Linked DNA regions of Podarcis muralis: region 1 is linked to region 2. Evidence: chromatin contacts called from public Hi-C data. All regions are on one chromosome and are shown on one strand. Each heading gives the region's core, a stretch centred on a gene start, on an enhancer-like site or on the middle of the called end of the contact. The rest is flanking DNA. Distances are from core to core; before and after follow the strand shown.

Evidence for each region. Hi-C and Micro-C count contacts between places; a contact is called where the count stands out from the background.
Region 1: a Hi-C map of blood shows a contact between it and region 2, with 2.5 times the contacts expected there. The contact joins the promoter of RFXAP here to the promoter of SPART in region 2. A contact is called at or near these places in 2 of 3 Hi-C or Micro-C datasets (blood and tail).

What each region holds. Positions count from the first base shown.
Region 1 is chr4:30,253,183-30,255,882 of rPodMur119.hap1.1, forward strand. RFXAP (regulatory factor X associated protein) reads left to right here and starts at 1,266. Exons shown (of 2, transcript XM_077927149.1): 1 at 1,266-2,043. The coding sequence starts at 1,510.
Region 2 is chr4:30,120,674-30,123,373 of rPodMur119.hap1.1, forward strand. SPART (spartin) reads right to left here and starts at 1,259. Exons shown (of 9, transcript XM_028726506.2): 1 at 1,101-1,259.

The sequences.
Region 1 (2,700 bases), core at 16-2,515, 130 kb after region 2:
AAAGCAAATCATGAGCTCTCAAAATAAAATAATGCATCTAGTGTTTGCTGTTAGACAAGATGACACGTGATCATTTCCATGTAGTGTACTGACTGAGATGTGATCCACTCAATTTTATATTCATTGTTTGATAAAGCTGTTATATAATAAAATTATGTAACTATATCTCTGTACACTCTCACACACATATAGCATGCCTATTCTCTTCTGTGGTGTTGCAACAAAGCTGTTGGCTTTAAAGGGATGCAACAAGATACATATTCTGCCCAGGAGTGAACGCACAGTTTAGAAAACATTATGACACCAACCTGCTGCGCTATATTGTTACAAATGTGAGTGCTGCACCCCATAGTTGCCTTTGACTGGACTAAACCATCCAAGGGTCCTTTACACTTTACAAAGGTTGGACGCCACCCCCAATCTCTGCTGAGCTGTGTCAAGATTTCAGGAGGTTTCAGAATGTCTTATACCTTTTTCAGACATTTTGTGCATTCTCCACTGCAGTCAGCTTGGACAGTCCCCTCTAGTTCCATTTTCACTTTTGCTTCTCCTGGTGGGTAAACTTTGCATCTGTTTAAGAAACCGTATGTTCTGAGAGTCCTGGAAGACTGCTGCCTGCCTTGCAGGCCTTTCCCCACCAAGTCCCTGACGGACTCCACTACAAAACCTAAAGCTGCTGAACAGGCTCTTGGGCTGGGGCGTTGTTTGGGTTGTGTTTTCTTTTGGTTGTTGTTTTTTGTGCAGCTGTTGCTGTTGTTGCTATTAATGTTTAGTATCTTTATTCTGGATTTTACCATTTATGAGGAAATTGTTCAATTTGGTCATGTTTTGTTTATGACTTCTTTTGTTATATTTGCAGTTATGTCAATTTTTTATGTTGTAAGCCGCCTTGAGTTCGAACTATGAAAAGGCGGCATACTACAAATAAAATGATTGATTGATTAGAACTGTTACATTGTAACCGGGAAGTAAAACACACTGAAGTTGGTGGAACTTCCGACTAAGCGATTTTCCCCACCCCGCTATTAGAAGCCCAGTCGCTTCCCACTCGCCCATCGAACAGGCTGCCAACGCGACGGAGCATGCGCGCGACGAATCCTCCCGTTAACTCCAATATCATAAAGGAGATCGCTTACCCTAGCGGCCTTTTTTGAACATGCGCGACGTCGGGCCTGCAATGCGCACGCGCAAGCGGAGAAGGCGGGAGAGAAAGCCCCGCCGTCGCCGCCTCTGCGCTTGCGCGCTTAAGTGAGCTTCCGGGGAAAAGGAGGCGGTGAGGTCGCGTGCGCGCCGCCTTCGCCGCGCGTGCGTAGTAGCCGCCAACCTGTCAGCGCCCGGCCCGTGGCGCCCGTTTGCCGTTGCTGTGGCAGCCGAGGGGCCCTGCGAGAGGCCCTGGCTGCGAGGCCTGCCGGAGGGACGGAGCCTTCCGGAAACACGAGCGGCAGCTCGGCCGCTTTCTCCTCGTCGTCGCCTTCCCCCTCCCCGCCGCAGCCGCTCACGCTGCTGGTGATGCAGCCCTGCGGCGGGGACGGGGAGGCGGTGGGCGCCTTGCTGCAGCCCCAGGTGGTGCGGCAGCCGCAGCCGCCGTCGCGGGGGGCCTCGGAGGCGCCCTCGGGCCTCATGGTCTTCTACGAGCTGGGCCCGGCGGCGGGGGGCGACGCGGACGGCGAGGGGGGCGGAGGCGACAGCGCCGGCAGCCCCGGCGGAGGCCTGGAGGATCTGGACGACGACGAGGAGGGCGGCGCCCAGTCGGGAGGAGGAGGAGGAGGAGGCGGCGGCTGCAAGAGCTGCACCTACAAAGGCTGCAGCGAGACCACCACGCAAGTGGCCAAGCAGCGCAAGCCCTGGATGTGCAAGAGGCACCGCAACAAGATGTACAAGGACAAGTACAAGCGCAAGAAGAGCGACCAGGCCTTGGGGGGCGCTGGAAGTGGCGGAGGCGGAGCAGGAGGAGGCGCCCCTTGCTCTGCCACAGCTGCTGCTGCTGCCGCCGCCGCGCAGGCTGGAGCTGGGATCTCTCCCGGAGGCAGCGCGAGAATCGAGGTGAGGAGAGGGGCACGGGGAAACCGCTGAGAAGAGCGCATTTCTGGAGCTGGGATCCTGGGAATCAGAGAATCGCAGAGTAGGAAGGGACCCCCAAAGATCCTCTAGTCCAACCCCCTTCAAGGCAGGACTCCCAGCTCAAGTATCCATCCTACCTCCGCTTAAAAGCCTCCAAGGAAGGAGAGCCCGAGGGAGACCGTTTCGCCCCCTTCACTGTCGGAAAGTTTCCCCTGATGTTTTGTCAGAATCTCCTTTCCTGTAACTTGAAGCCATTGGTTTGAGTGCTCCAGAGCAAGGACAAAACAAGCTTGTTCCCTCTTCCTCCTCGCACCTACACGCAGGCAGTTTTCTGTCGTGAGGTGTGTAAAGCAGGAAAATGAGTTCTTTCCCTTTTTACAGCAGTGTAGCTGTAGTACCATCACTGGCCCTTGAACATGAGCAACCAACTCCGGGATGGGAACCTGTGGCCTTCTAGGTGCGGCAGGACCATGGCTAGAATGATCATTTCTGACCCCAGCTAGCTGGCTGCCTGTGATGGCAGGGGGAGGCCATGAGCACCTGGGGGACCACAGGTTCCTCACCCCTGTTCTAAGTAGGTATATTTTGAGGTGCTGAAATAACTTCAGAATGCCATTTTTGTGGTTGCATTTTTTATAT
Region 2 (2,700 bases), core at 9-2,508:
TCTATATTCTGTTAAGTTCTGTTGTCTATATTCTGTTAGCAACTAAGTTATATTACTGCAATGAGCTATACATGGGGCTTCCTATGAAGGTGGCTTGGAAATTTCAGCTGGCGCATATCTCTGCAGCCAGGTTGCTCATCAGGGCAAGACGGTTTGATAATAATGATGATAATGTGCTAAATAAAAAATGCCCCCTTCAATATATACTATTTATAGATGAAATGAGCAGTGTCAAAGGTAGCCAAATATCTCACTATTTAGAAGACAAAAGCAAGAAGGTGCAAGGAAGCTTTTTCTAAAGCAAACATACACACAAACTCCAAATAAATGTGTCTGAAGCCCTGTGTGCATTTCTGAGGGGGAAGAAAGTCCTGCTGAACTTGCTTCAGAGTAAACAAGCAGAACACGGGCAGCCCTCCTTACAGCCCGACAGACTTAACTGGGAATTAAACCTCATTGAACCCAGTGGCCTTAATTCTAGCGAAACAGCCGCGGCACCAGGGTGCAAGGCAAACGCAGGCACAGGCACCCATGAGGCCAGCAACAACCTCCTCCCAGAGTTAAGACGGTATGACTGATAGGAAGAAAGTCCACTAGGAAGTTACTACCAGCCAAGGAACCGGCTGCTACTTCCAAAGATCTCTCCTCTCTCTTACACACACACCTGGCAACAACCTCCTGAGACAGGAGTGGCGGAGCCTCTACTTTGCAAGCGGAAGGTCCCCGGTTCCAAACCCGGCGCCTCCAGGTGCGATGGCGAGAGCCTCCTCCTGCCCCAAATCCTGGACAGCCGTTGCCAGTCAGTGTAAGCAAAACTGACCTAGACGGACCGACTGCCTGGTTTTACCAGCACTCAGTGCCCAGATCCTTCCCCGCCCCCACAAAAAAACAAGGCCTCTGAGCATACGCAGAGTGCATTTTCAGCAGCAGGGCGGCAATGATCTGCTCCACGCGCGCAGGGAATCAAGGAGGGGGAGACGGAAAGGCGGTTGGAAACAGGAGGCAAGGGAATGCTATCTGTTAAGGAATTGATCTCCCTAATTACAAGGAACTCCCCCCCCCCCCCGCCCTTCCTCGTTCTGGCTTTCCCTTTCACTCACGGGAAGCGAGCAGCAGCGACCTCCCAGGCTCCAGCGAGACGCCCACCCGGCCACGCGCCGCAAACGACCCTTCCTGCCTATATCTGCTCCGCTCCAGCTGTTGCAACTTCGGCCCACGCAGCGTCACGTGACCCGCTGCCGTCAGTGGCCTGTTGTCCTTTGCCGCCTTCCCGCCCACTAAGAAGCTTCTGGGCTCCGTTGCAGACGCTTCGGCCGGCAGGGGGCGCTCTGCGGCGCGCGCGCTCGCACACAAAAAGTTCTGCTGAGTTCGCTGTTCGCTTTACAGTACTGTATATGCAATTGTGTTTGATGTAAAAGCGATAGCGACGCCTGGTTTTTGTTTTGCTTCGTTTTTTGCAGTTATGGATTATTGTGGGCCACTTTGAGCCCGATGATTGTGGTTGGAAAAACGCGATGCAAATACTGTATTAATTCCCATCACCCTGATCAGAGGTTCCCAAACTTATTTGGCTTACTACCGCCCACTTTTCAGGGCGGGGGGATTACTCAGCGCCCCGCTAGAAATCTACCTTCTTTAAGCGAACAAACAGAAAGATGCAGTGACAAATTTGCATTCTTTTATGTATCTATATTTCTACCTAAGTCCTACAACATAATAAAGAAAGATGTCCAGTGCCCGATTTACATATAAGCTAATTAAGCTACAGCTTAGGGCGCCACTCTCTTAGGACCCCCCAAAAAAATTAAAGGGAGAAAAACTGGATGTACATTTCCAAAATATAAGATAAAAAACAAATAAAATAAAACCTACATACAGCAACACTGTTTTGTATGTAAGTAATGGGCCCCGCCTGCTCCCTAAAATATCACTGGTTTGCACATTTCTATATATAGGGTGCCTACATTCTGCATATGCAAGTGGCTTTAGATACCTATCAGGTCAATAAATTACTATATAGCATATATTCAACACAAAAAACAGTGACAATTTGTTGTTGACAAAGGACAGCTGGACATATAAAGGGCCCCATTACCTCCAGTAGCTTAAGGCCTCATCAAACCTAAATCCAACCCTGAATAGGACACATTGAAGGGAGGGCATTGTCACCGTCCCGCAACTGTACTCGACTTGGCAGTAAACATCATTACACAACAGATGAAACATGTATGAACAGTTTTTCAACATTTTCTTCTCTTCTTTACACTTCCACTGCCCTCTTATTTTTATTCAGTGGCCCCCAATTGCACACAAGGCTGCTACATGGCCCCTGGATTGTTCCAGCACCACCCCCAGGGGGAAATATCACTCACTTTGGGAAACACTGACCCTGATGGGAGCTTGAGATGATCAGTAATAACCACAGCAACAAAATCCATGCGGCAAAACAAAAATGAATTCGTTCCATCTGCAATTGGATAAAGGCTGCCGCTACACCCCAGAACTCTGGGAATTGTAGTTTTGGGGGAAGTGGTGGATTAAAACCCTCTCACAAATGTAGTTTGCAAGCAAGGGATAGCATCTGATGGTGGGAAGGAAAGGAGCCAGCCTGGCTTGCTCCTGTTGCTTTAACAAAGGTCTTCCCTGCTAAGTAATCAGCATGGCATGGTGCTATGCCTTCTCTCCCCAGCTGCAGTGACG